Regions from separate parts of the Mus musculus genome. Here regions 1, 2, 4 and 5 are each linked to region 3. A link is a contact called in public HiCAR-type, HiChIP or PLAC-seq and promoter capture Hi-C data. All regions are on one chromosome and are shown on one strand. The core of a region is the stretch at or near the end of the contact, and the rest is flanking DNA. Distances in the headings are between cores, read along the strand shown.

Region 1 (3,454 bases), core at 816-3,315, 1.7 Mb after region 3:
TATGTATATATTATACTTCCAAGCCCAGTCCTAGGTCAGTAACTGAACAGCAAGCAGATCTGTAAAGATAACTGTGGGGTAATGTGACCTTTTTTCCCCTGGGTGGACCCTAGAGATCAGAGAGATGCATGGGGTTAAGTTGGTGGTTCTTCACGTTTGAGTCGCATATCAGATATCCTATATATCAGATATGTACAGTGCCATTCATAACAGTAGCAACATTGCAGTTATGAAGTAGCAATGAGATAATTTTAATGGATGGTGGACACAACATGAGAAACTATTAACGAGTCACAGCATTAGGAAAGTGGAGAACACTGGTTTAAGTGATCTGTGACAAATAAATGACTGTTGGGGCTGTGGGGATGGCTCAGTGGGAAAGTGCACTTTTCGCACAAGCTTGAAGACCTGAGTTCAAACACCCAGCAACTGCTTCAAGAGCTGGGTTTGGCTCTGTATATAGCATCAGTACTGTGGAGCGGCGGAGACAGGAGGATCACTGTGGTTTGCTGCCTACCAGCCTAGCTCCAGGCTCAGTAAGAGACCTGCCTCTAAGGAATAGGGTGGATAATGAAAGAGCAGGATACTTGACACTGTCCTCTGGCCTCCAACAGCACAGTAGTATGCATCTACCCTGGCCCATGTGCATATACCACACACATAATAACCTCTCTTGGAAGATTTGGGCTTGCTAGATGGAGCTGAAGTTTCTTCTTGTTTTTGTTTGTTTTCGGAACAGGGTTTCTCTGTATAGTTCTGGCTGTCCCTGGAACTCACCCTGTAGACCAGGCTGGCCTTAAACTCAGAAATCCAACTGCTTCTGCCTCCCAAATGCTGGGACTAAAGGCGTGCGCCACCACTGCCCAGCCAGAAGTTTCTTTTTTAATACTTTTTTGAGAGAGGGACTCACTTATAGCCAGTAATCCACTATGTAGACCAGGCTGGACTCAAACTCAGAGATCTATCTGCCTTTGCTTCCCAGGTTCAGGGATTGAAGTCATGTGCCACCACACCCATCTTATTTTTATATTGTGTGATTGTTTAAGTGCACCATGGCCATACCTAGTCCCAGCAGAGACTAGATGAGGGCTAGGGCTGGAGTTACAGAGGGTTGTGAGCTGCCACATAGGTGCTAGGAATCAATCCTGGATCCCCTGGAAGAGCAGTCAGTGCTCTTAACCACCAAGCCATCTCTCCAGCCCCTCCACCCCTTTTTTTGTCTTTGAGATAGGCTGGAACTCAACTATGTAGACCAGGCTTGCCTCTGCCTCCCCAGTGCTGAGATTAAATACACGAACAACACTTCCAGCCCCATTCTTGCAACATTTTAAATGTAACTTCGACCCCCACTGTTCTAGTTTCATTTCTGTTGCTGTGATAAAATGCCCTAGCTAAAAGCAGTTTAGAGAAGTAAGGGTTCGTTTTAGTTTACGACAACAGAGTATGGTCTCTCATAGGGACGTTCAGGCAACTGTCTGGAAATAGAAGTGAAGCACAAAGCAGGTTCTCTTCATTACCCCACTATCACATCAAATATTTCATTTTACTTTATTTAGAAGATCTAGGCAATGCCCAGGCCGGGCTAGAACTCAAGCTTCTGCCTCTGCCAGTTGCGCGCTAGGATCACAGGCTTGTACCTCTACGCCTAACACAGCAGATTCATGTTTTTTTCCTTTTCTTCTTTGGTTTTTCCAAACAGGGCTTCTCTGCCTAGCCCTCGCCATCCTGGAACTTGCGCTGTACACCGGGCTAGGCTGGGGTTGAAGGCGTAGCCATCATGTCCGACTATCAGATGAAATTTCCGAGGCGCCTGCGCGCATACAGCTTGCTCTTAAACAAAATACATTAACTAATGAGAGACGAACCAGCGTGAAGCTCTAAATCGAGCCCACGCCCTGCAGATGCGGACGAACGAGGACCTACGGGCAGGCCCGCCTCTCGTGGATCTTCATTCACCAGCACCCCGCCTCAACTTTACCCTCAGCCTAGCTCGCCTTCTCTCCACTTCCGCTTCCGGCCTCTTGGGCGCGGCTTCTGCACGTCAGAGGCGAGGCTTCCGGCCTCCGGGGCGGGGCTTCCGGCCGTCACTGGAGGCCGGCAGAAAGCTGAAGCTGCTGCATCGCGGGGACCGTGGGGCGTGCCATGGCGGTGAACCTGAGCCGGAACGGGCCGGCGCTGCAGGAGGCCTACGTGCGCGTAGTCACCGAGAAATCCCCGACCGACTGGTAGGCAGCAAGGCGGGGCCGGAGAGGCGCCAGAGCGGGAAGGTGGAGGTCGCGGCGTAGCCGTAGTATTGCAGGATCACCTGTCCACCTTCCTGAAGCCTAGCGAGATGCTACCCCACCCTCGCCACCGCCGTCCCCCCGGCGAGTACCCCCGGGCCTCTCCCCTGCCACCTAGTGGTCGGTCGGCTCTGCCCTGAAGATCTCTGCCTGGTTGTGCTTTCTGCTTTCCGCCAGGCTCTGCGTTTCTGGGACCTCACTGGACAAAGGGGTCCCGCGCAGTTCCCCAACTCCCTGGAAGGCGGAAACCACGTCTTCTAAACCCTGAGTTCAGGAAGAGACCTTGAAAGCGGCGTGAGCAGTGGGTTGAGGTCATGAGCTCACACAGGGCTCAGTCAAGGATGTCACAGGTCTGGGTCCCTGATTCTGGGACTGAAAATGGGATCCTGTCACCTGTTTGAGAAAAGGCTCCATCCTTCCTTCACCACCCCAGGAGCCATTACAGTACTGTGAACTAGATCTGAAGTTTCTGGAGTGGCCCTGCTGAGCCCTCTTAGGTTTCTGCTACATGCATACCAGTCTATAGTAATTCTCTTTCACTTTCCGTTTACTTAACATGCTTCCGTTAGCCAGTTTTTAGTGCTTCAGTTTCTCAGACATCTGATGAGTATGGCAGGTGGACAAATTCTGGGGAACACAAACTGGACTTTGGAGTTCTGGTGGGGCCACCACTACCCTGTGGTCAGCACTGAGGGGCGCTATACTGAGTTTGCCTGTGTTGAGTCTTCCCTGGAGACTTCCCCTATTGCAGAACTCTGGCCAATCATCTCTTCTGTTCTACTGTGTTGTCTCTCCTCTTTATCTTTTGGCCCTCTAGTCGTCTCAGAACCATCACTGTTTGGGGAATACCTCACAACCTAGCTAGCAGTGCCCTTCACCCATGCTTATAACTCTTCACTGACCTTGCTTGCTTTGCTTGCTTGCTTGCTTTTGAGACTGTGTAGCTCTGGCTGGCCTGGAACTCACTGTGTAGACCAGGTTGGCCACGATCTCACCTGTGTCTGTCTCCCGAGCACACATTGAGCCTCCTACTAGAATCATCTGCTCCACCTTGGTCTGACATTGTCCTGCCTCATCCACCCATTGTTCCTTCTGAGGGTGCAGATCTTGCTCTTTCCCCATACACTGTTCATCTGCCCCAGCAGCCATGCTACTGCCCAGCTTCCTACAGT
Region 2 (3,467 bases), core at 365-2,864, 1.3 Mb after region 3:
TCACAGCCATAGGGTCCTCCTCCAGCTTTGGAAAGACACACACCTTTAAGGAGCTACACCGTATTGGCCCGTGTCCCATCAACTCAAAGCTCTGCGTGCAGCTTCACCCTCCTGTCTACACTCGGAGCTGCTCTGAAGTCATCCCACACAGTCCCTTTTCTCTTCATAATTCACCCAAGAGCAAAGCACCGGAGATCCAAACTATAGGCCTCTAAAGTTCCAAAAGATTCAAAGACGAGCCAACCGTATCAGATCACTCCTACCAGAGGTGCGCCTAACAACCATAAGTGCGCTGCCCTGGAACATGGTAGTGGATAAAAACCATCGTCGAGGGAGCGGGAAATCTATGCAGCTATCCATCCGCTGAGGCTTCGACTGAGAGTCCCTCCTCAAAGACTGGGGACAGCTCAAAGCTCTCCCTAGCCAGCCTCCTTTGGGACGCAGCCCTCTTTCATTTGGAGCAAGGTGGAGGCCCTGTCAGTGAGAGACCCTGGCTCGGGTTTGCAGGCCTCTTCGGTATTAGTCCTTGACCCAGGGGCGAGCCTGCGGTCTTTCTCATCCCCTGTAATCTGAGGCACGGCCACGACAGTGCTCTGCCAATTCCCACTCCTCAGCCAGCTCCGCCTGCTCCCTTCCTGCTGCTGCCCGTCCAGAGCCCTGCCAGAGGGTTGGTGTCTAGGTAAGGCTGCCAGTAGATTTCAGCAAAAATAACCTGAAGATGTGCACCCCGGCAACTGGGTCGCTCCGAAAACGGAGCAAACGTGGATGGAAAAGCAAAGCCTGCGACCTCTAAGAAGTCGCTCCATCCTTCAACTTGTCTCGCCTTTGCAAAGTTGGCATTCAACAGGTAGTTCCCGGGACTTTCACCTGAGGGAGAAAAACGTCCCGCCAACTCAAGAGTGCCGCCCAGGCGCCCATGCCCAGCTCAGCGTCCCCACCCCCACCCCGGCGCGGTGCACCCACCGGAGGCCGAGCCCCCACGTGCGCTCGCCTCAGCCGCCGTGCCCCGGAGGCCCCGTCCCGCCCGCCTGGGAGGGATGCCGCCGGGCTCCGCGCCTCCCCCCCGCCCGCCCGCCCGCTAGCCCGCGGCGGGGTCGGCGGGCGCAGCCCCCGGAGCCATCTTGTGGCGGCGGAGCGCGGGGCCCGGGTGGCTACCTGCACGATCTCGCCCTCGGCGCTGAGCATGGCCCCGGCCCGCGAGAAGCGGCCCGTGAGGCCGGTGGTGTGGGTGGTATAGTCGCCGCTCGGGCTCGACTCGAACAGCACCACCTCCACGAACGCCGTCTCCTTGGCCCGCGCCGCGCCGGGCCCCGCGGCCGCCAGCAGCAGCCCGAGAAGCAGCGGCAGCGGCGGCGGCGGCGGCAGGCGACGACCGCGGGGGCCGCGGCGGAGGCGGCGGCGGCGGCGGCCCGGGGCCCCTGGGCGCCCGCCCGAGCGTGGCCTCATGGTCCTGCGGCGGGAGGGCGCGGAGGGCGGGCGCGGCCGGGCATAGTCGCGGGCCGGCGGAGGACCGAGCGCGGGCGGTCGCCTCACAGCACCATCGCGGCGGCGGCGGCTTTGTGGGTCGCAGGCTCTGCTCCGCTCCCCCGGCCGTCGCGCCGCGGCCCTTTCATCTGCTCCACGTGAGGGGTTATCCCCGCCCCCGCAGCGTCGTGACCCGCTCTCCCCTCCCTCCCCGCGCTCGGCCGCGGCCACCTCCGAGGGGAGCGGGTAGGCGGGGCGGGCGCGCCTGCGGCGAGAGGCGGGGCCCAGAGGCCTCGCCCGCCCCGCCCAATCGACTGAGTCCCGCCCCGACTCCGTTCTTAGCCACGCCCCTCCACCCTTGCTCCGCCCAGGTAGTCTTTTTCGGTCACGCCCCTTCCTCTTAGCCACGCCCCCTGGTCTGTACTCCGCCCTCCGCGGCAGACATTTCTCTTGGCAGTTGCTGGAGTACGGGGAGAGTAAGATCCTCAACCTGTTCCCGGGCGGTTTCGCCCCCTCGGCGCACCCTGCTTTGGTGCCGCAATTAGAGTCATTGGGGCGTCAAAGGCCTCGTCCTTCCGTCCAAGGATGCTTCATCCGCAGCTCCGGCACTGCTGGCCACCCGCACTCGGTGCTCGCGCCCTACCACCTCCAGGGACCGCGAAAGGCCCCGGGCGGTCAGTGGCAGTTTGCAACCCGCCGGGACACGTCCAGTTCTTACGTGGGTGTCACATAGACAGTTACCCTCAACTAAAGGAGTGAGGACAGGTGGCGGAGAACTTGAAGAAGTTATCTAGATTCTAATGGAGTTCATCTTTCCGCAGCCCTGGAGACCGTCTCCAACACTCCCTTCAAATCTCACCATGTGCAGAAGGGCGGAAGAGTCAACACGCTTAATGCACAGACTTCTGGTTGCCAAACATACCAAAGACACGTGCTCCGAACCCAGACGTCCCCAGTCACCCAGAAGATAAACTTTTAATTCTCTTCCCCTTTTTGGAACAGGATTTTTCCTTTCTCAGCAAATCTATGAGACTCACAATCCTCCTTTAAAAGCCACATTCAATTTCTACTTCCTCAGTCGTCTTCCCTCCCTGACCTGAATGGCTTTGTTTAAATATTTGCAAATATTTGGTTAGGGTGATCTGCTTCTACTTGCTACCACACCCAAAATATTAAGACAAAAAGAAAAGTCATTGAGTGTTTCCTTGAGTAATCAGCGCATCGAGGTTACAGTTTAAACTGAAAAGGAATGTTTTGCCAATGTGTTGAATAGAAAATACAATTGAAAAGAAATTCACAGAACTGTGTTACTGTGTTTGGACCACCCAAAGCTTTGGCACAGAAGGTAACTGACAAAGCTAGAGTCATTAGTTTCCCCCAAGCCAAGCTTAATCAGTACTGACTGCTCGGGAGCACTGTCATTTCCAAGGATTGTGACTTTACCCACTAAGGCACAGTCCAGTCTTTTTTTTTGTTTTGTTTTGTTTTTTTTTTGTTTGTTTGTCTTTTCGAGACAGGGTTTCTCTGTGTAGCCCTGGCTGTCCTAGATCTCACTTTGTAGACCAGGCTGGCCTCTAACTCAGAAATCTGCCTGCCTCTGCCTCCCGAGTGCTGGGATTAAAGGCGTGTGCCACCACACCTGGCACAGTCCAGTCTTTAAGGGGAAAGCAATTATTATAGCCATGCATAGCTAGCGTTGCAATCCTTAGAAGTATGAAGTCATGAACTGGTGAATGAATATGCAAATATGGTCTATCCATACAATAAAATCGAATTTTTAACATGGTAGAGTTTCAATCGGGGCTGGTGAGATGGCTCAGTGGGTAAGAGCACCCGACTGCTCTTCCAAAGGTCCGAAGTTCAAATTCCAGCAACCACATGGTGGCTCACAACCACCCGTAATGAGATTTAATGCCATCTTCTGATGCATGTGAAGACAGCTACAGTGTACTTAGATATAATAATAAATAAATCTAGAAAAAATATATTAAAAAAAGTTTCAA
Region 3 (3,412 bases), core at 657-3,156:
GGGGCCTTTGCCAGAGCCCTCCTTTACAACGATTGTAGACACTGGCTGTGTTGCAAGGGGAGCTGGGTAGGAGAGGAGGGCACAGAAAGGGAAGAGGACACTGCCCTGCCTCACTTATGAGCATATCTCCCTGCTAATCTGATGGGCAAGTGGGTGTGTTCCCAGCCAACAGTGAGAGATAGCAGGCACTCTGGCCATGCCACAGCAAACGCTGTCTGTATGCCAAGCACCTGTCATGTGTACAGCACTGGTCTTGGCACTCTCCCAGAGTCTTACATCTCTCCCAGAGCCCCTAGAGGTGTCGCTGTCCCCATTTTACAGATGGAGAGATGAAAGACAAAGAGGCTCAGCAACACTTCCAACATCTGGATGCAGATGTGAGTCCAGATCCAGGCTCTTTCCTCTGCAGCCTTCCTGCCGCCTTGGTAAAGGAATGGGGAACAAAGGAAAGGAAGCTGGTAGTCTCAAATGACTTTGTTCAAAAATGATAGTGGAGCTAGTTTGAAAGACTACAAAAGAAGCCAAGGGAGGGGGGTGGACAACCATGATGGAGCAGACAGCTCCTGCAGGTGGCCACAAAAGGGAAACATACTAGGAAAGCCACCAAGGGAGGTGGACAGTGACCCAGGATAGCCACCCCTATCCCTGATCTCTCACTACCCAGTAGTAAACAGGCAGCCCCAAGCCTCCTACAACAGCAGAGACCTTTATCTGGTTACTGACCTGTAGGACACCTCCAGAGAGGACCAATGAGGACTGGCCACCTCTGCCCTTTGCCTTAGGTCAGCTAGGTCTAATCAGACCCTCCCATCCCCCAAAAGCAGCTCCCAGAGTTAGGACAATGGTCATCTAAACAACAAGCAGAAGGCCACCCTTCACCAAGGACCTCACCTAGCCCCTGGCTTAATCCCCACCAAACCTATGCCCAACAGACTTAGCCTGCACGTCAGCAGCAAACCTGGCATGGGAAAAAAGTCACACACAGCAGCCACATCTGCTGCCACACTCTGGAATAAATAAGAAACTGCACAACTGGGAACACTGGGGCTGGACCCCATCAATTCTGATCCCGTGCAACTGAGGAGATAAAGTCTTTTGGCCAGAAGTGCCAGCTCCCGAACTTGAATGGAGTAGATAAGTCCCTGTCTGCCCAGGTGCCAAGGCAAAGCCTGGTCAGGTCCTTTCCTTTTGAGTGGCATCACTAAGTTCAGGCAAGGGTCTGGGTTGCCAGGGTGGGGAGAGCTCTTCTCTCCGAAAGGATTCCAACCTAGTGAATCCCGGACATCTTAGACTTCACACACAAGAGGTGCCCGACAGACAACTCCTCTAATTTCATCGAAGAGCACAGCACACAGGACAGGGTTTGGCCCAAGGTCGCACAGTGACTTAGTGCCTTGAAAGAGCTAGGGGGAGTTTGCCAAGGAACTGTCAGGGACCCTTCCATATGCCACTGCCCCAAAAGAGAAAAACCTCCCGGAAATGGGAGGAAACCTGGGGCCCTGCCCCTGTCCCACGGCCCTGCTACCAGTCCCTGCCAGCCCGGAGGATGAATGTTGCCTTTGTGCCCTCAGCTGCCTCCCAAGGCTTCCAAGCAACCACTTCTTCCCAAGGGGGCACCTCTGGGGCTGCTCATGCTGAAGATCGCGATGACCAAACTTCCCGAGGTCCTCACCCTGAAGGAGAAGCGGTCCGCTGGGCACTAGCCAAGCGGGGGCGATCAGTCGCCCGCCCGCGAGGACAGTCCCTTACAGCCGCTTTTCAGCCAGGAGCGAGGGCCACAGACAGACCAAGAGCAAGCTCACCTTGGCCAGTGCCTCCTCCTGTTTGGGGCTCAGGTCACCGACTCTGCCGCTCATCGTGGCTCAGCCTTGGGGCGCGGTGCCTGCGGCAGCTGATGGAGCTCCGACTCGTTTGCCGCCGCCGCAGCCGCTGGAGTAAAGTCCCAGTCTTTGGCCGAGGCCCCGGGGCTGGCGGCCAAGACCCGCCTCTTAAAGGAGCCCGAGGGGCGGGGCGAGACGCGCAGAGGCCCTGGATTGGAGCCAGAATGCTTGCTCATACACCTGAGGAGCTACTTGGGTCTGGATCCTCATCCTAACCAAGAGGAAGCTGGAAAGCTCTAGCAAACGACGTCTTCTAAGGTGCGACTCCACAAGGCTGGACCGGGCTGCTCTCATAGCTTTCCTTACCCCAAAATGTTGACAGCTCTCTGGTGCCCACTGAAAAGGGATGCCCCTTAAGCGTCTTTCTGCCTGTAGGAACTGTGGTGTTCACTCTGCCATCTGCTTATGGTCACTACTACCAGCTCTGCTTGGGAGTGAGAGTTGACCCCCAGGGTTGCCGATGTAACTCAGTGGCAGAAGGCTTGCCACTGAGTTACGCGCACGACCTTAAGTCGGATTCCCAGCACTGCATGGTCATAGTGGCACATTCCAACACATACCTGAGATCCCAGCATTGGAGAAGCAGAAGTTCTGATCACCCTTAGCTTATTTATTGGGCTTGAGGCAAGCCCAGAATACAAACAAATAAACCAAATGGAGTGGACAGCCTTTTCCCTCTACCTGCAGAGCAGGCATGGTAAAGACCATGGCATCTAGCTGAAGAGAAAGGAAGACCAGCCTCCCCACTAAGACCCAGGTCTCTGCGTCTGATCTTCCCTGCTCTCTGGGAGCCACACCTGAAGCTCTCACATCTCAGTTGGCATGCTCTGCTTCCTCTGTGGAAGTGAGGAGGCTCAGGTTTGAGGGCCCGTGTCCCACGGGTGTCTACGGGGTCCTTTGCCTCACTGCACTGTTGCTTCTTCTCTAACCGAGGGTGATCATGGGCAGGAGGCTAATGGAAGTTAATGTACACAATTCTCAGGTTTGACTTCTTGTGGCCACCTCCTTGCTGTCCATTGCTGGCTGCCTAGCCAGATCTTGGCCGTAGGCTAGACAGAGAGGAAACCACACTGGAAGCCAGAGCCCACAGCAGCCCTGCTGTGCTTATCTGCTTCCCAGCTCTGGCCAAGAGCCTGCGGACTCCCCGCTAGTGACAAGTTTGACTAGTGAGTGGGTGGACTCTGACAGCTGTAGCCTAGCAGCCTCTTGTCCAGCCTATACCATCAGACTGCCTCCCGCCCCCCAGTTACTACTTCTGGCTCACACAATAGAGTTCATAGCCTTCTCCTGCTAGAGCCCTCGCCACTTTGATCTTACTTCCATGGTGATACCTGGTCACAGGGCCAGGGCCATTTTGTCTTCCTACTGTATGCCAAGCAGGAGGCATTGTTCTGGAACCCAGGAATATTTAGACACCACCTTTTGGTCCCAAACTTACTAAAGAGAACACAAGAGCAAGGCAGATGGCCAAGAAGAAGACAATCCTCAACTTCTTTCGGCACAGTAGCCTGAGCTAAGTTCTGGTGGCAGGT
Region 4 (3,515 bases), core at 33-2,532, 1.6 Mb after region 3:
ACATCCATACATATACACACACAACATGCATACTGAAATGGAAATGAACAAGAAAAATACAAAATAGGAAGTAGGGGGAGAAAAAAAAAGCCTAAAAATACGGGTTCTGTGAGCCATGAAGACTGTAGCACATTCCTGCAGTTTTGTACTTGGGTGAACACCGCATTACATAGGGCACACTCTTCCAGGTCTAGGATCCTATGTAGACTTCACTACCGCATCGCCTCCGGGCTATTACACATCTGTAAATTATGGCTTGCCAAAAAAGCACTGTCAAACCTTGTTTGTAAGCATGCAAATACTGTTCTATGGAGGCTCAAATGAGACTTTAGCAAGAAATATTCAAATTCCTTTCAATATGCAAGAATTCCTTTCTTTCACCATCCTAATATGCCCATCACTCATATGTTCTGTTGTCGGTAACATGTACAGTGTGTGTGCAGGCTTGCTCCCTTGACAGACGCATGGAGAAGACCAGGGGTTAACAGCCAATGTTTTTCCTCTATCACTATTTGCTGCTCGTTTATTTTCTAGCAAAACAGCTGCTCTTCCAAGACTGGCTGGCCAGTGACCCCCAAGAACCAAATATCTCCTTCACCCTCACACCCCTTGAGCTGTGGCACCAAGTGCTCATTTAGGAGCTAGGCTGCACCCTCATGCTAGAGCGGCACAGCATTTAGCAATCTTTCCAGTCCCCTAACTAAATGTGACAGGGTCTCAGTAAGTAACCTTACCTGGCCTTAAACTCAAGATCGGCCTCCCGAGCGCGTTCGCCGTCACGCCCGGCCTCCCACCCAAAAGTTCGGCTCTTTGCCTTGAAGAGTACGTTCAAGAGTGACCCGTGCCACCAGGGTGGCAGTCCTTCCCAGGCGCCCTCACCTGTGTGCAGCGACAGCCAGCCCTTTCGGTGTGCGATGTAGTGCGGGGCGTGCGCCTCCTCGTAGCTCACCGGCTTGTTCCCCTTGGCCACGCGGACTCGCGCCGCCCGATTCTAGGAGCGAAGGTGCGGTCACGGGGAGACCCAGCCCAGCCGCCCTCGCGGCCCCCAGACCCGGCCGCCGCACTCACCTTGGCGCAGACCGCGGAGGTGTGCAGGGTGCGCCAGGCGCCAGGCAGCTCCCGGCTGCAGGCCAGCACCTGCGGAGAGGCGGGGAGTGAGCGGACACCGGATGGCGCCCCAGCCCTCCCGCCCGCGGCCCACTCACCCGCTGCCCTAGCCCGCGCACCGACGCGGACCACGCCATCTTGGGCCGGCGCGACCCGGGACGCGTCAGTGCGCAGCCGCAGGAAGGCGGGGCCTCAGAGCAGGAACTAACGGGAACACGGGCGGGGGCGGGGCGTGGCGAGGGAGAGGGCGTGGCGTGGGTCGGAGTGTGGGACGTCCTGCAATTTTCCTGATACTGTCAGCTAGTCCTTGGTCGGACCTGGTGTTGGGTTTTAAATGCGAAAATTTGGTGATATAAAACTGAGGTGTGGGGCTGGTGAGATGGCTCAGTGGGTTAGAGCACCCGACTGCTCTTCCGAAGGTCCAGAGTTCAAATCCCAGCAACCACATGGTGGCTCACAACCATCCCTAACGAGATCTGACTCCCTCTTCTGGAGTGTCTGAAGACAGCTACAATGTACTTACATATAATAAATAAATAAATCTTTAAAAAAAAAAAAAAAAAAAAAAAAAAAAAACAAAACTGAGGTGTAGCTGGACATGGTGGCGCACGCCTTTAATCCCCGCACTCGGGTGGCCGAGGCAGGTGGGTCTCTGAATTCCAGCCTAGTCCGGTCTACAAAGCGAGTTCCTGGAGAGTCTGAGTTACAGAGAGAAACCCGTTCTGGCAAAACAGAACAAACAAACAAAAGCCATGAAGTTTTTATCCTCATAGAGAGGTGGTAGAAACAGCTTCAATGTCCTCTAGAGAATTGAAGAGAAAACGCGCCGGCCCTCAGGCCCCGCTGTTCCGTGCTTGTGCTCCTACCTGAGACCGCGTACTCTCCAGGAATATCCAATATGACAGCGTCAGCCTCCTTTGGGCTGGGAATAGTCATTTGCCTTCATGCTGAGCAGATCCCAGAAAAGGGGTTGCTGGGTTGGCTCCTAATCATTTAAAGTAAAGAGGCAGTGTGTTGAGGGTCTATTTCTGCGGTGGAGCCACCCAAGGAAGAAAATTTTAAATGGCAAGGAAATTTATGAGGCTAGAGCAATGTCGTTGTAATTATTATTGAGTAATTATTAATGGCAAGGGGGGAATAGAATCGTGAAGAACTCACTCTACTAAAGAAAGCACATGGACTCTAGAGTCTGACTCTCATTATAACAAAATATTGAATGAAGGGATTTTTTGTTTTGCTTTGGTTTTTTGTTTTGGGGGACTGTTTTGTTTTGTTTGTTTTTGTTTTTGAGACAAGGGCTCTCTGTGTAACAAATTCTGGACTCAATTTATAGACCAGGCTGGCCTCAAAGTCACAAAGATCCACCTTTTCTGCCTCTGAAGTGCTGGGATGAGGGGTGTGCCACCACACCTGGCTGGGAACTCCTTCAAAGCATCCATGGGAGTGGACACTTACACTCTAATGTCAGTGCTTGGAAGGCAGAGGCAGATGGATCTTTTATCAGTTCAAGGTCTACATATGGAGCTCCAGGCTCCAAGGCTACAGAGTAAATAAACCCTGTCTCAAAATAAAAGACCATGACCAGGAACTAACTGGTCATTCTTAGAAATAAGTCAACTCCTAGACAAATGCGTACAGGTTCTCTGGATAAAATTGTCATTCTTCCCTTGTTCACGGAGAGGGCGTTGCTTTGGAAATAACCCCAGTGCTTCCTGCCTGCGGCAGGCAATACTGTTTTCAAGACAAGATCTGATGGATCCCAAACTGACCTAGAAGTGTACCACAAACTAACTTTGAACTCCTGATGCTCTGATCTGCTGAGGTATGTGCCACCTTGTCTGCCATAGGTCATCAGTCTTTCTCCACTCGTGTCTTGGCTAGATTTGCTTTGATTTTGCACTTACCAAGAGGCAAACCTGTTATATTTGTACAGTTGAGCGCTGGTTCCATTATCCATTATGTAGACATGAAACATCTCACCCACAGAGCTAATGAGATAGCTCAGCTGATAAAGAACTTGCTGCCCAAGCCTGTTGCCTGAGTTCTGTCCCCAGAGCCCTTGTAAAGGTGGAAGGAGAGGACCACCCTATGATGGTTTAAATGAGAATGACCCCATCAGGCTCCAGATGGAGAAGCTCTCTCTCTCTCTCTCTCACTCACACACACACACACACACACACACACACACACACACACCTTAAGGAAAGTAACCACTTCTTATAGCTATTAGGATGAAGGCATTTAATAGTCAGGCATGGTGACTCACTCCTATAATCCTATAAGCACTTGGGAGGCTGAGGCAGGAGGACTGCTTTGAGTTCAAGGCCAGGCAGAACTACAGAGTTCCAGGCTATACTGACTTATTGAGAGACCCTGTCTCAAAAAACAAAAAACAGAAGACAGCAATT
Region 5 (3,898 bases), core at 372-2,871, 1.6 Mb after region 3:
TGAAAGATCTGCCTGCTTCTGCCTCTAGAGTGATGGGATTAAAGGCATGAGCCACCACCACAATAGCATAACTAAAGGTAAGGAAGTAAAACTTAAAGACAGCAGACCCTAAGGGATCACAGAGAGCCCTGAATGTATTCCCACAGGCCACAGATCTTCCTTGTGGAGTTTTGGAAGAGGGTGGAGCTTGGTAAGGCTTATAGTTTAGAGGACAGTTCATGACATGTGTTTAGGATAAACTAGGAGAATAGGTGAATGGCATATAGGAATCTGGCTGGGAAACCATTTAAGTGTTCGATTCATTGTTTTTGTTTTGGGCAGGGTTTGTATGCGTATGTGCAGGAACATGACAGAGGCCAGAGTAGAATGCCAGATATATGACAGAGTAAATGCTACTCTTTGTGCCTTACTGCTTTTGGTGCAAGGTCTCTCACTGAACTGGAATCTCACTATCTATGCTAAGGTAGCTCCAGGGATCCTGTCATGCCGGCTACCCAGTGCTGGGGTTAGAGACATGAGTAGCCAACCTCACCTTTTCTGTGGGTACTAATGATCTCAGGGCCCCATGCTTGCACCACAAGCACTCCTATCTACTATCTCCTCAGCTCCTCTAGTTTTAGATTTTCCTTTGGGGATCTTTCTCTCTTTCTTTCTTTCTTTCTTTCTTTCTTTCTTTCTTTCTTTTTTTGGTTTTTCCAGACAGGGTTTCTCTGCATAGCTCTGGCTGTCCTGGAACTCACTTTGTAGACCAGGCTGGCCTTGAACTCAGGAATCCGCCTGTCTCTGACTCCTGAGTGCTGGGATTAAAGGTGTGCGCCACCACGCCCGGCTTTTTTTTTTTTTTTAAGACATGGTCTTACTCTGCAATCCAGGCTGGCCTCAAACTCACTATGTAGCCCAGTCTGGTGTTGGAACACCTTTGGTCCAGAGCAACTGCACTAGCATACCCTATTAGGTTTATCTGTCTGGAAACAATATATATGATTATTTATATAGAGAGTCCAGATTCTTTACTGTATGAGGCACGCTGATATTATGTATTTTGCCATATTCTATTTCATTTCCAAGATGTTGGCTACAATCTATTACACAGATTTTGTGACATACCACTAAGTTCTTTACACTTGGTCTTAAACAGTTCGATGTCTTGGGGAAAGGGAAGCAGAGTTTAGCTTGGGATGTGCACTTTCAGGCTGAGTCTCAATAGCGGCAGTGCATTGAAGCCAACTAAGTACTACTGAAAATGCAGCTCTCCAGACATGTAGATGCATCTGTGCTCAGCACCTACGCGTATTCAGAAATATCTGTAACACTTCTGCCCAGAAAGCATATAAAAGTGAATGTATACTTACAGCGCTGACAACCACTAAGCTCAGGAGTTAAGTGACAGCCTGGGGAGGAGCCCAGGGAGGGGCAGAGAGCATAGCGTGTGGCACCTGCGGTTTCAGGCATGTCCTGGTGCCCAGGCCCCTCGCCTAGCAGAAACCAGAGCCACAGGGCCGTGACCGTGGCCGAGTAACTGACCGTGCGCGACTCCGTGGTCAGACCCAGGACTGCTGCGCGCACTAGCTACCCACAGCGCACCGCGGCGCGCACGCGTAGAGCGCCGTTCCCGGCGTGCAGCGTTGCGGCCCAGGCGGCCGTCTTAGTCTGCCCCGCAGGGCCGGTGGGGCACGAGCAGCGGGAACATGGCTCTAAAACGGATCCAGAAGGTAAGAGTGGCGGAAACGGGGTCCTCCCGCCCGTCCACTCTGCGGGCTGTCGCAGCGAATAGAACCCCGCGGCTGAGGTGCGGCAGGGCGCACTGACACTTGCCCCGCGCGAGTTCCGCCGCGGTCGGCGCAGACTTAGGAGGTGGCTGAGTGCCTCTGGCGGGCGACTCGCGGGGGCGGAGTCATGCGACCGGGTCACGTGCGCGCGCAGCTTTGGGCGGAGTTTAGGGAAGCAGAGGGGTGTCTCCCAGGGTGCCTAGCACGAGAGGCTGAGCTGCGGGAGAATTTCATCCCGTAGGTTTGTATTAGCCCATTAACCTAGAGCCTGGTAATTGCATCTCAGAAAAAGAAGCCACCAATCCACCCTTTACCATTTGTTAACGTTTTAGCCTATCCACTTTTCGTCCTTTTCCTAAAGAAAATTATTTTATATTTCTAAGTTGTTTTTTGTTCCGTTTTGGTTTGGTTTGGTTTGGTTTTTTGAGACACGGCCTCCTGGCAGACCCAGAACTCGCTATGTAGACAAGGCCAGCCTCAAACTCACAGAGATCCTCCTGCCTCTGGTTGCCGAGGGGCGTGCACCACCATACCCTGCATTATACTGTAATTTATGATCCATGTTTTCACATAGTATTAATAGTTGGAATTTTTTTAAAGATTTATTTATTTATTTATTTATTTATTTATTTATTATATGTAAGTACACTGTAGCTGTCCTCAGACACTCCAGAAGAGGGAGTCAGATCTCGTTACGGATGGTTGTGAGCCACCATGTGGTTGCTGGGATTTGAACTCCTGACCTTCGGAAGAGCAGTCGGGTGCTCTTACCCATTGAGCCATCTCACCAACCCTAGTTGGGATTTTCTATACTGCAAAATGGTATTTATAACCTCTTTTTTAAAGGATTTGGGGCCGGGCGTGGTGTTGCATACCTTTTATCCCAGCACTTGGGAGGCAGAGGCAGACGGAGTTCGAGGACAGCCTGATCTACAGAGGACAGCCAAGGCTATACAGAGAAACCCTGTCTCGAAAAACCAAAAAAAAAAAAAAGATTTGCTCACTTATATGTGGGTGTAAGGTGCCCTGTGTAGGTGCCAAGAATCATACTCAGGAGCTCTGGAAGAGCAGTTCATGCCCTTAACCACTGAGCCATCTCTCCAGCCCTATGACCCTAACTTTTAGCATTAGCATGATTCTTTCCACCAAGTGGATCCAGGTTATGTGTCTCAATTAGATTTCTGTCGCTGTGATAAACACCATAACCAGAAGCAGCTTGGGAGGAGAGGGAAGCCAAAGCAGAGACCTGGAGGCAGAAACTGAAGAAGAGGCCATGGAGCAGGGCTGCTTGCTGGTGTGTGCCAGTTTGCTTTATTCTATACCCCAGGACCATGTGCCAGTTAGGGCACCGTGCACAGTGGACTGGGCTCTTTCTTCTACATCAGTCAAGTAAATGTCTCAGACATTTGTCTACAGGACAGTCTGATGGAGGGATTTGCTGGGTTGAGGTTACCTCTTCCCAAATGACCCTCCAAGTCGATTGACCCCTTATCAACTTAATATACCAATAGATTGTTATTAAACCATAATCTTTTCTTTTTTTGTTTATCCCCAAGAGCTCATAATAATATCACAATACAAAATACATTGCAACTTTTAAATAATGTGCTTGGTTTTTCTTAAGTTCTTTTGTGTATTGGTGTTTCCTCTGCATGAATGACTGCATCGTATACATGCTTGGTACTCTGTGGAATCCAGAAGAGGGTGTCAGATCCTCTTGGACTAGACCTTCAGATGTTTGTGAGCTATCATGTAGGGGTTGGGAGCAAGTACTCTAGCCACTGGACCATCTCTTTGGTTTTCATTTCAACTTTGTAAAGTCCCAAAGTCATTAAAAAACTCAAGCACTTTAAAAGGTCAGTTTGGAGAGACGTCTCAACAGTTAAAAGCACTTACTGCTCTTACCAAGGACTTAGATTTGATTCCCAGCATCCACATAGGCCCTAGGCAGACAACCAAGAAGACAGAGCTGGTCATTTTAAAGTGTCCAAATCAAAGTGGTGGGATCCCTTGATAGGCTCAGAAGAGCATTGTTCATTAGGCTCCTCAGCTGGTTTTTTCCTGTTTGGCTCTAAAGCTTGGCTCCACAGTGGTGTTACCAGGATATGCTTCTAGGCAGTTTGATAGCT

What was found. Promoter capture Hi-C pulls out the DNA fragments that hold promoters and counts their contacts. HiCAR-type assays count read pairs that join an accessible place to other places. HiChIP or PLAC-seq counts read pairs in DNA pulled down with a chosen protein or histone mark.
Region 1: a contact with region 3 is called in a promoter capture Hi-C map of liver, with 8 times the contacts expected there. The contact joins the promoter of Dbnl here to the promoter of Sec14l2 in region 3. A contact is called at or near these places in 2 of 39 promoter capture datasets (both in liver), 2 of 115 datasets of contacts at active chromatin or transcription factors (astrocytes and hepatocytes) and 1 of 9 other capture datasets (liver).
Region 2: a contact with region 3 is called in a HiCAR-type map of astrocytes, with 5 times the contacts expected there. The contact joins the promoter of Znrf3 here to the promoter of Sec14l2 in region 3. A contact is called at or near these places in 1 of 39 promoter capture datasets (liver) and 1 of 115 datasets of contacts at active chromatin or transcription factors (astrocytes).
Region 4: a contact with region 3 is called in an H3K27ac HiChIP or PLAC-seq map of hepatocytes, with 35 times the contacts expected there. The contact joins the promoter of Mrps24 here to the promoter of Sec14l2 in region 3. A contact is called at or near these places in 3 of 39 promoter capture datasets (hippocampal neurons, liver and pre-B cells) and 2 of 115 datasets of contacts at active chromatin or transcription factors (astrocytes and hepatocytes).
Region 5: a promoter capture Hi-C map of liver shows a contact between it and region 3, with 4 times the contacts expected there. The contact joins the promoter of Ube2d-ps here to the promoter of Sec14l2 in region 3. A contact is called at or near these places in 2 of 39 promoter capture datasets (both in liver) and 1 of 115 datasets of contacts at active chromatin or transcription factors (astrocytes).

What each region holds. Positions count from the first base shown.
Region 1 is chr11:5,786,418-5,789,871 of GRCm38.p6, forward strand. Dbnl (drebrin-like) reads left to right here and starts at 2,066. Exons shown (of 13, transcript NM_001146309.1): 1 at 2,066-2,225. The coding sequence starts at 2,143.
Region 2 is chr11:5,443,233-5,446,699 of GRCm38.p6, forward strand. Znrf3 (zinc and ring finger 3) reads right to left here and starts at 1,615. Exons shown (of 9, transcript NM_001080924.2): 1 at 1,156-1,615. The coding sequence starts at 1,446.
Region 3 is chr11:4,116,823-4,120,234 of GRCm38.p6, forward strand. Sec14l2 (SEC14-like lipid binding 2) reads right to left here and starts at 1,907. Exons shown (of 12, transcript NM_144520.2): 1 at 1,803-1,907. The coding sequence starts at 1,856. It overlaps Gm51934 (a long non-coding RNA gene), which reads left to right and starts at 1,527. Exons shown (of 3, transcript XR_003949841.1): 1 at 1,527-2,138.
Region 4 is chr11:5,706,419-5,709,933 of GRCm38.p6, forward strand. Mrps24 (mitochondrial ribosomal protein S24) reads right to left here and starts at 1,283. Exons shown (of 4, transcript NM_026080.3): 1 at 1,206-1,283; 2 at 1,069-1,137; 3 at 880-991. The coding sequence starts at 1,244.
Region 5 is chr11:5,760,529-5,764,426 of GRCm38.p6, forward strand. Ube2d-ps (ubiquitin-conjugating enzyme E2D, pseudogene) reads left to right here and starts at 1,622. Exons shown (of 7, transcript NR_015577.1): 1 at 1,622-1,712. It also overlaps a transcript of Urgcp not described here.